Regions from separate parts of the Sus scrofa genome. Here region 1 is linked to region 2. Evidence: chromatin contacts called from public Hi-C data. All regions are on one chromosome and are shown on one strand. The core of a region is the stretch at or near the end of the contact, and the rest is flanking DNA. Distances in the headings are between cores, read along the strand shown.

The links. A called contact is a pair of places that touch in the nucleus more often than the background predicts.
Region 1: a contact with region 2 is called in a Hi-C map of brain, with 5 times the contacts expected there. The contact joins the promoter of WDR41 here to the promoter of ZBED3 in region 2. A contact is called at or near these places in 2 of 47 Hi-C or Micro-C datasets (brain and embryonic fibroblasts) and 1 of 2 datasets of contacts at active chromatin or transcription factors (skeletal muscle).

Annotation. Positions count from the first base shown.
Region 1 is chr2:86,379,305-86,384,809 of Sscrofa11.1, forward strand. It overlaps WDR41 (WD repeat-containing protein 41), which reads right to left and starts at 1,315. Exons shown (of 12, transcript XM_013994930.2): 1 at 976-1,315. The coding sequence starts at 1,026.
Region 2 is chr2:85,957,025-85,962,417 of Sscrofa11.1, forward strand. ZBED3 (zinc finger BED domain-containing protein 3) reads right to left here and starts at 1,428. Exons shown (of 2, transcript XM_021084473.1): 1 at 289-1,428. The coding sequence starts at 293.

The sequences.
Region 1 (5,505 bases), core at 65-2,564, 420 kb after region 2:
TGTATACTACTTCTCCCAAATGAAAACATGCCAAGCACTGCAGAATTAGCTAATCAAATTCTATGATTAATCAAATAATCAGTTTAATACAGAACTAGTATACAGACTAGTCTACTTTCCACAATTCTTCCAAAATCTTTAGAACTTAAGCCTATCTGAAGTTAGTGTAATTTTAAACGAGAATATTTCTTAAAAAATAAACAATAAGCCTCAACTGCAAAGATATGAGGAAGTTAAAATGGAGAAGTAAGGCTGCTTACAACAATCCGTCTTTTTTTAAACAATGAAAACAAATATTTCATATGAAAGATAAAAGAAAATTCAACATAAATTCTATTTTTGGGTGGCATATGAAATAAATTCCAGACCTCAACACTTTTCAAGCTCCAAAATTACTTTATTCGCAACATTCCAAATGTAAATCTCATTATAGTCTTCAATTATTCAGGCCCATGAAGAAAGTGTGACTACAGAAGCCAAAACAGCAGTTAATTAGAATTTTTTTTACTTTGAAACAAGTTATTAATTTAAAAAACAATTATATCTTTCTGGTTTTTGTAAAAGTAATCAAATTAATTTCATATTCCCTGAGAAAGCATCTACTGATGTTGGGAAGTGACACCTATCAAATAAACCAAGGTGTACATCTGCAGTCACCACTTGCTAGCCTCTACGAAAATACTTTCCAACTTGAAATGAGACTGGTTTAAGTAGGGGAGAATAGGTGAGCATCTTTGAGCCTGCTGTTGAACCACTGTCGGTTTCTGTTTCCTCACCTCTCAGAACATAAATTTAACTATCAGGGAAAGAGCCCCCACACCACTGCGGAGCCCGCCTTCTTCGGCTTCAGAAACCGCAGGCCCCGCCTCCGCCCGGGTCTCCTTTGTCCAGGCCCAGGAGCCAGTCAGGCAGAAAGCCACCACTCGGGCAAGCTCGGCCTCCGCGGTGGCAGGAAAGGTCCACCCAGGGATTTACCTCGGCCAGTCCCTGAGGTTCTCGGCCTCCCCCGATCAGCCAGCGCAACATCCGGGCAACGACGGCGTCTCGCCGGGCGCAGGCCCCAGTTAGCCCGAACTCCGCGCCAGGCGCAGGCTCCTCCTACCTCTCTGTAGCAGCTGAGTGGAGACCCTAATACTTTCAGCCTCACATTCGCCCAAGAAACTAGCGCAAAGCAGAGCCCACGGAGGAGGGAAGATTTTTGTCCTCAGAGCGCTGCCGTACCCAGCCACAGAGGGCTGGGTAAGGGAGAACAGCAGCCGAAAGCTTTAGCGTCAGCGGAGGTTCAGAGGCGCGCACAGCACCAAGGGAGCAAGCGCGTCGCGTCGACAGATTTGCGCAAAGAGTTTGGGTAGTTCCAGCGGCCCCTGGTGGGCGCACGTAGCGAAGCACCTGGAGTCTGGCAATCAAGCGCATGCCAAAAATACTCACCTCACTTTCGGGATGGCTTTTGAAACTTGGAAACTAGAAAGCCATCCCCTCTTCCCACTGTTTCCTAAAAAGAGCTGGCTGGAGAAGGTGTCCTTCAGTAGGCCTTGCATCTGGACTAATCCAGTGGCACGTGTACACCAGAATAAATCTGTCCAATATTTACTGTGTGCTGGTAGTACAGGTACTGTGTATATAAATCCTCGTAATATCTCTATAGGCCCTATTTTATAAAGAAACTAAAGCTCTGAAAGCTTAGGTAGTTTGTCTACGGCTAACAGCTACAAAGTAGCTACATTGAGATTGGCATCCAATCTCCAAGCTCCAAAACTAGTACTCTTGACTGTATGCTATATTGTCTAACATAATCGCTCTAAAGAAGATACTTCATATCCTCTACTTTTTGGACTTTTAAAATTTAAATATAGTTGATTTACAATGTTTTGGATGTGAAGTGAATCATATATGTAATATATTCCTTTCAGATTTGCTTCCATTATAGGTTGTTAAAAGATACGGAGTATAGTTCCCTGTGCTATACAGTAGGTCCTTGTTGGTTATTATACATATAACAGTGTGTATCTATTAAAATCCCAAATTCCTAATTTATCCCTCCCTCCCCGTTTCCCCTGTGATTACCATAGGTTTGTTTTCTAAGTCTGTGACTCTGTTTTGTAAATAAGTTCATTTGTATCATTTTTTAGACTCCACATATATGTGAAATCATATGGTATTTGTCTTTGTCTGATTTACTTCCCTCAATATGTCAATCTGTAGTTCCATCCATGTTGCTGCTAATGGCATGATTTCATTCTTTTTCATGGCTGGGTAATATTCGTGTGTGTGTGCACGCACGTGCATGCGTGCATGCACAAGCGCACCACATATTTATCCATTCATCTGTCAGTGGACATATAGGTTGCTTCCATGTCTTGGCTATCGTCAATAGTGCTGCTTTGTATCCTTTCATGTTATGAGTTTTCTCCAGATGTATGCCTAGGAGTGGGATTGCTTGATCATATGGCAACTCTCTTTTTAGTTTTTTAAGGAACTTCCATTCTGTTCTCCATAGTGGCTGCACCAATTTGCACTGCCAGCAACAGTGTAGGAGGGTTTCCTTTTGTTCATACCCTCTCCAGCATTTGTTATTTGTAGACTTTTTGATGATGGCTATTCTATTACAGTTGTGATTTGTATTTCTCTAATAGTGCTTTTGAGCATCCTTTCATGTACATTTTTTGGCCATCAGTATGTCTTATCTGTAGAAATGTCTATTTAGGTTTTCTGCCCTTTTTTTGATTTTTTTAATATTGAACTGCATAAGATGTTGGTATATTTTGGAAATTAATCTCTTACTGGTCACATCATTTGCAAGTATCTTCTCCCAGGCTGTAGGTTGTCTTTTTGTTTCATTTGTGCTTTCCTTTGCTGTACAAAAGCTTTTAAGTTTAATTAGGTCCCATTTGTTTATTTTTGCTTTTGTCTCCATTACTCTAGGAAAAAGATCCAAAAAAATATTCCTACAATTTATATCAAAGAGAGTTCTACCTATGTTTTCCTCATGGAGTTATATTTAGTCCTACATTTAGGTTTTTAATCCATTTTGAGTTTATTTTTCTATACGATGTTAGAAAGTGTTCTAATTTCATTATTTTACATGCAGCTGTCCAGTTTTCCCAGCACCACTTTTTGAAGAGACTGTCTTTTCCCCATTGTATATTCTTACCTCCTTTGCCATAATTAATTGGCGATAAGTACGTGGGTTAATTTCTGGGCTTTCTGTCCTGTTGCATTTATCTATATCTCTGTTTTTGTGTCAGTGCCATTCGGTTTTGATGACTGTAGCTTTGTAGTATAGTCTGAAGTCAGGGGGCCTGATTCCTCCGGTTTCGTTTTTCTTTCTAAGGATTTGGGGCCTCCAGTGTTTCCATCAGATTTTAAGATTTTTGCTCTAGTTCTGTGAAGAATGTCATTGGTAATTTGACAGGAATGCATTCAATCTATAGATTGCCTTTGGTAGTAGAGTCATTTTGACAATACTAATTCTCCCCATCCAAGAGCTTGGTATATATCATTCTGTCTGTTTGTGTCATCTTCAGTTTCTTTCATCAGCATCTTTTAGTTTTCAGAGTACAGGTCTTTAGCCTGTTTAGGTAGGTTTATTCCTCAATATTTTATTCTTTCTGATGTGATGGTAAATGAGATTGTTTCCTTAATTTCTCTTTCTGATCTTTTGTCATTAGCCTATAGGAAAGCAAGAGATTTCTGTGTACTGATTTTGTATCCTGCATCTTTACCAAATTCATTGGTGAGCTCTAGTAGTTTTCTGGTAGCATCTCTAGGGTTTTCTATGTATAATATCATGTCATCTGCCAACAGTGACAGTTTCACTTCTTCTTTTTCATTTTGGATCCCTCTTATTTCTTTTCTTTTCTGATTTCCATGGCTAGAATTTCCAAAACCACGTTGAATGAAAGTGGTAAAAGTGGACATCCTTGTCTTTTTTCCTGATTTTAACAGAAAAGCTTTCAGCTTTTCATGGTTGAAAATGATGTTAGCTGTGAGCTTAACATATATGACTTTTATTATGTTGAAGTAGGTTCCCTCTATACCCATTTTCTTGATATTTTTATCATAAATGAGCATTAAATTTTGTCAAAAGCTTTTTCTGCATCTATTGTGATACTCATATTTTTTTTTCTTCAGTTTGTTAATGTTGTGTATCACACTGACTGATTTGAATATATTGAAGAATCCTTGCAGCCCTGGGATAAACTCCACTTGATCATGGTGTATGATCTTTTTAATGTATTGCTGGATTCAGTTTGCTAGTATTTTGTTGAGGATTTATGCATCTATGTTCATCAGTGATACTGGCCTGTAATTTTCATTTTTTGTGGTACCTTTGTATGGTTTTGGTATCAGGGTGATAGTGGCCTTGAAAAATGAGCTCAGGAGTGTTCTTTCATCTGGAATTTCTGAGAAGAGTTTCAGAATGATAGGTGTTAACTCTTCCCTAAATGTTTGATAGAATGTGCCTGTGGAGCTGAGTCCTGGACTTTTGTTTGTTGAAAGTTTTTTAACCACAGTTTCAATTCCAGCTGTTACTGACCCACTCATATTTTCTATTTCCTATGGTTTCAGTCTTGGAGGGCTGTACCTTTCTAAGAACATTCCACTTCTTCTGGATTGTGCAATTTATTGGCATATAGTTGCTTGCAGTAGTCTCTTATGATCTTTTGTATTTCTGTAATATCCACTGTAACTTCTTTTTTATTTCTAATTTTGTTGATTTGCGCCCTCTCCCTTTTTTTTTTTTTTTTTTTTTTTTTTTTTGATGAGTCTGGCTAAAAGTTTATCAATTTTGTTGATCTTTTCAAAGAACCAGCTTTTAGTTTCATTGATCCTTTCTATTGTTTTGTCTCTACTTCATTTATTTCTGCTCTGATCTTTATGATCTCTTCCTTTACTAACTTTGGATTTTGTTCTTCTTTGTCTAGTTGCTTTAGGTGTAAGTTTAGATAGTTTGAAATTTTTCTTATTTCCTGAGTTAAGACTGTATTGCTACAAACTTCCCTCGTAGAACTGCTTTTACTACATCTTACAGGTTTCAGGGATCCACTGGTTATTCCGCAGCATACTGTTCAGCCTCCAAATGTATGTGGTTTTTTTGCAGGTTTTTTCCTTGTAGTTGATTTCTAGTCTCATAGCATTGTAGTCAGAAAATATGCTTGACATGATTTCAACTTTATTAAATTTACCAAGGCTCAATTTGTGCCCAAGATGTGATCTAGCAGGAAAATGTTCTCTGTGTACTTAGGAAGAATGTGTATTCTGCTGCTTTTGGATGGAATATTCTATAAATATCAATTATGTCCATCTGGTCTGATGGATCAAGTAAGGCCTGTGTTTCCTTATTGATTTTCTGTCAGATAATCTGTCCTTTGCTGTAAGTGGTATGTTAAAGTCCCACACTATTACTGCATTGGTGTCAATTTCTCCTTTTATGGCTGTTAGCAGTTGCCTTATATATTGAGGTGATCCTGTGTTGGGTACTTATATATTTACAATTCTTATATC
Region 2 (5,393 bases), core at 178-2,677:
GAAGGAGAAAAAAACGAGATGCAGAAAGAACCTGAACGGGGCCTGAAACCTGGGTCCAAGTGCATCTTCTACAAGAACCACCATCTGGCCACCGCGGAGGGCACCCCGGCACCCGGTGCACGAGCAAGCCCGTGCTTCTGCGGCCCCCGAGCCCAGGCTTACTTTGCTGCCCCCAGACCCGGAGAAGCCTCCCGCCCCCATCCCGCCGCGACCCCGACCTGGCCTCCGGGAGCCCCCAGCCTCCCCGTGGGCACGTGCCGCCTCGAGTCTCTCGCAGCCCACACTCACCCCATCACCCCCGAAGCGGGAGGTGGGCTGGGAGTCTGGGATCGCCGATCCCCTCCAGGATCCTCGCAGACATTTTGTCCTGTGCGGAAACCTCCGCCGTGTCCCCCTTAAAGACACAGCGCTCCATTCCTGCTTCTGGGGTGGGAAGGAGGGCCGGTAACATGTGACCTGCCCTTGAAAGGGCTGGCACTCACTCCCAAACGATCCAGGTCCACAAGCCACAGCCTTGTGTTTGCCAAGGTTTAAAAATGACGCAGTAGCTTAGTGATTTTTTTTTAATGGAATTACTGTTTTATATCTTTCTGTTAACCTTGCAAGACCCAGATTCCCAGGCTTGAGTCTCTGAGTGTAGTTTGCATCCTTTCAGGTTCAAGGTGTGTGATGGCACAAGTTAGGAGAAATCTCCTGAACCAAGGTCTGGAGAGATAAAGGTAGGGTTCATTGGTGTTCACTAAAACTTAGCAACACTGGCATGGTGTATCAGCCAGCTTTTGAAGGGTTATGCTGAGGTAACAAACAACCCGCACAACTCAGTGATTTCTAAAAGCAAAGGTTCATTTCTCAAGCAAATTACATCTTACAGCTGCAGGCAGCTTTGGCTCCACTCACCCGCTGTCCTGGATTTCAAGCTGCAGCTTGCAAGATCAACTTTTTAGGGACACTCCCTCGTCGTATGCTGCAAGCATTTTTGAGGGAAGAGGAGTCCTGTTTTGTAGTGTTTGCCGTTTCTATGATGTACATACTCTCACCCTGGAGAATTTCAAGCTACTTAGAGTTTAACAAGTGGCTTGCCAAGTTTCCGGAAATGTAACAATCAGCTCTTATAAACCACTGGCATATGCTTCTCTTAAAACTGAAACCAGCCCTCATTCTGCATGCCTCAATTCTGCTCAGGTTCTGTTGACCAGAGCAAGTCCCATGACAGAGCGGTCTTCGAGGCCAGAAAGTCTATTCCTCTTAGAAGGAAGCCTCGCCAGTCAAATGACAACAGGCAGAGCCTGTGTAATCCCTTTTTAAAAAGGAAAGTATGAAGAGTAACTATTATTGGTTATTACTTTTCTTCTCTCCCAAAAGATGTCCATACTTACAGCTGTGGACATCTGATGAAAAGAAAATTACCTAGTGTAAATGAATCAGATTAAAGCTACCTCTTATTCTTGGTTTAATTCATAAACAGAGTTTTAAAGTTTATTGAACCTGACAGTTCTTTTAGCAAGAGTCTTTAATCACTTTGAGTACCTTAATCCATTTGACCTTAAACTGACCATGTAATGAGACATATATTGTTTTCATTAGTTCTAGTTAGTGCTGCTTGTGGGCAAAGCACTATCCTTAACATGAGTAAGAGTCTTAATTCGAGGCCATGCCTGCCCTCAAGAAAATTGCACTCCAGTGAGACAGTAAGACCAATGCACCTCCAGGAAGAAAGTGAAAAATGTTATAAGAGGAAACCTTCAAGTGCTAAACTAAACTGAAAACAGCCACATCTTCTTAAAAGTAGCAGCATTTAACCTAAAAAGGGTATTGGACGCCTGGAATTATGTTCATTATGCTCACAAGATGTGTTTTGGATTTATTTTTCAAGTCCAGAGAAAAAGATGCTGTCTCTTCTCTGTTTAATTCAATGCTTGAACTTTTTTTTATAATCTGAAATCTCTTTCTTGTAGTTTTAAATTAAAATTTAAATCAAATTAGAAAATATCCTAAAATATCTTATAACTCTTCTTCTTCGGCCCACATTTGTTGTTCAAATTTCAGCAAGAAAAACACACTTCAGTCCTTGTTTTGGTAGTAGCAGTTCCCTTGTAATCATGAATTTAACAATAAATAAATAAGAGGATCTCATTTCTGTCCCCAGCCCTGGAAGTTGACAAAGTATAAGGACCTGTATTTAGCTGATAATGCAGGATGTTTTCTCTTCAGATTCTTGCCAGAAGAATCTAGCCTTGAAATCTGCTGTCTACTCCTTGGCAAAAACCCAGTTTGAGAAAATTATTTGGGGATTGCCTTAAAGACATGAAATTATAGAGCAGTGTACTTGAATCACTCTCTTTTGGTACGTCCTTCCTGTATGTGCTTTGAGGCTGTAGTTTTCTTTTTCTGGGTTGTTTTTGTCTGGTTGGCCCTCAGAGTAATATAGCCTTGTAAAATGAGTTGGGAGTATTCCTTCCTCTTCTCTTTTTTGGGAGAGTTTGTGAATAACTGGTATTAATTCTCCTTTAAAGGCTTGGTGGAATTCAACAAGGAAGGAATTTGGCCTGAGATTTTTTTTTTTTTATGGATAGTTTTTCACATTACTTTGTGAAAAACATTAGTTTTTCACTAATGCAAACTCTTCATTGGTTATAGTTTTGTTTTGTTTTTTAATGGGTAGTTTTTCAGATTACTAATGCAGTGTCTTCATTGGTTATAGATCTATTCAGATTGCCCTGTTCCTGCTTGAAACAGTTTGGCAGATTGTATCTTTTTAGGAATTTGTCTGTTTTATCCAAGTCATCCAATGTGTTGATGTACAGTTTTGCATAGTGCTCCACTTAAAAAAATTTTTTTTTTTTAGTATTCGTTTTTTTTATTTCTGTAAGCTTGGTAGTAATGTCTCTTCTTTCCCTTCTTGTTCTTCTTAGTGCTTTTAATGTGCTTTCCCTTGGGGTTATGCCGTCTGCCTTCAGTGAGGGACTCTAGGGCATAGCTGCATAAAATTCATTCTCAGGTCCAGTGTCATAGTGCCATTGACTACAGTTGTCCACTATATCCCAGTGTTTTTTCTGTAGGACCCAGAGAGAAGACCTTCCTTTGATCTCTCATGTCATGAAAAGCTCTGCATCCTATTAACAAATGGAACTTTCGAATCCTGTGGGCACTGTTTCATGCAATGCACTGTTTCCTGGTTTTAGCTGCCAGGAAGGCTGAATCAAATACAGGATGCCTACTCCGTTAGTTTCCTAGGACTGCTGTGACAGGGTACCACTAAGTAAGTGGTTTCAAACAACCAAAGTTTATTCTCTCACAGAGAGAGGTTACAAGTCTGAAATCAAAGTGCCAGCAGGGCTGTCTCCCTCTGAAACCCATAGGGAAGAATCCTTCCTTGCCTTTTCCTACCTCTGGTGGTGGCCAGTAATCCTTGGTTTATAGTCATACTTGCTCCAATGTCTGCCTTTGTTGTCCTGCGACATTCTCCATGTGTGTGTCTGTCTGATTTTCCCTCTTAGATGGACATCAGGATGGAGCTCATCGTAACTCAATTACTTCTGCAAAAACCCTCCTTCCAAGTAAGGGCACATTCAGAGGTGGCCTGGGTTAGGACTTCAACATATCTTTTCTGGGGGGCGGGGAGGCACAGTTTAACTCGTAGCACATACCAACCTGTTCCACATAGTCAGCTTTTCCTACTTATATTTTATTTCCTACTTATATTTTTCTTTTGTCCTGATTCCCTGTATTACTTCGTTTTTTCCTTAACTATATGCACCTTTGGCAGTGTCTGAAGGAAAGAAGGCAGGAAGGGGGGAAGGAGGGAGGGAAAAGGACAAGAGAGAAAGTGGGGGGAATAAAAGTCGCCCCCCCCACCCCCGCCAATCAAACAGAGTTGCAGGAATGGGGAGTGTGGGGGTGAAAAGCTGTCTGAGAACGTGTTTTAGCTGTAGGGGCTTTCTCAGAATTATTCTTTGAGTGGGGCTGAGAGCAGTGGGTAGCAGCTGCTTGCAGCTTAGCTGACCTAGAGAAAAGCTGGAAGGTAATTTGAGGAGCTGAGGATTAGGAAAAGAAGGGTATGATCTAACTACTTTTTGATGCTACATTAATAGATACAATATGGATCCAGGTTTCGTGGGGCTCGAAAGCATATACAGTGTTGAGGACCCGGGTATTCTGGCTCTCAGGGCAATAGACCCATAAATCATTGATTTAATGTATACAATTTAACCTGGATGACAGCGTCCCAGCCCCATAAGATACTATTCCCCAAATGGCACCTTAGCTGAAACTTTAATTGGCTATTCTAATGGTCTATTAGGCTCGCTGCTTCTGGATGTGTGTACTCTACAGGGTCAGCCAAAGCTACTAAATAAACCACTATTTCCCCCTTGTATCTGTACCTCATCTTATTCCATCATAGGTAAGAATCTTTTTTTTTCCTTGGTTTTTCGGGTCGTACCCGTGGCATATGGTGGTTCCCAGGCTAGGGGTCAAATCAGAGCCACAGCTGTTGGCCTACACCACAGCCATAGCAACGCTGGATCCTTAACCCACTGAGTGAGGGCAGGGATCAAACCCACATCCTCCTGGATCCTAGTTGGTTGGGTTCGTTACCCACTGACTCCACAGTGAGAGTCTTCATCCTAACGCCATACAAAGGCTTACCACTTACCATTAGAAATGGGATCTTTGTTACCATCTGAAGGGTAAATAATCCAGTTCCAGAATCCCAGCTTGAGGTTTGGAGGTTTAGAGGTCTTAAGTTTCTGCTTTCTGGGGTCACTCTGGTACCTACGTTTTTAGTGTGAGTTCCCTCAATTGCAGTGACTAGGATGAAAACTGGGATGCAGGTAGTTTGAGAGGTAATCATAGGAAGTAGGACTAGAGGAGCAGGGAGAATAATAAAGGAAATGTAAGCCAAAATAAAGAGGCTTTATTTTTTTAACTATAAGTAATTGTATGCCTTTCAAATAATGTCTTGTCTTTATAATTGTGATTGTAACAAAAGTTATTCCCACATGGTGAACTATTTTTCAAACTCACCTCTAGGCTTTTTCAGACCTAACTAATTCATTTTTTTAACTTTATGATTTTCTGTGATTTCATGTAAAAAAAATGTTACTTTATGATGATTTCATTGGTTGGCTTTTGGCTTGGAGACCTAACGGAGTTATTTATTTACTTATTAAAAAAATTGGTTGGTTGATTGATTTTTGCTTCTTAGAGCCGCACCTGCGGCATATGGAAGTTCCCAGGCTAGGAACTGCAGCTGCCAGCCTACGCCACAGCCACAGCCACAGCCGCTCATAGCCCCGTCTGCCACCTACACCACAGCTCACGACAACTTATCTTTGAACCTTGACATTTTCGCTATAATTCTATATAAGTTCAAGTCTCATTTGGCTTGAAAC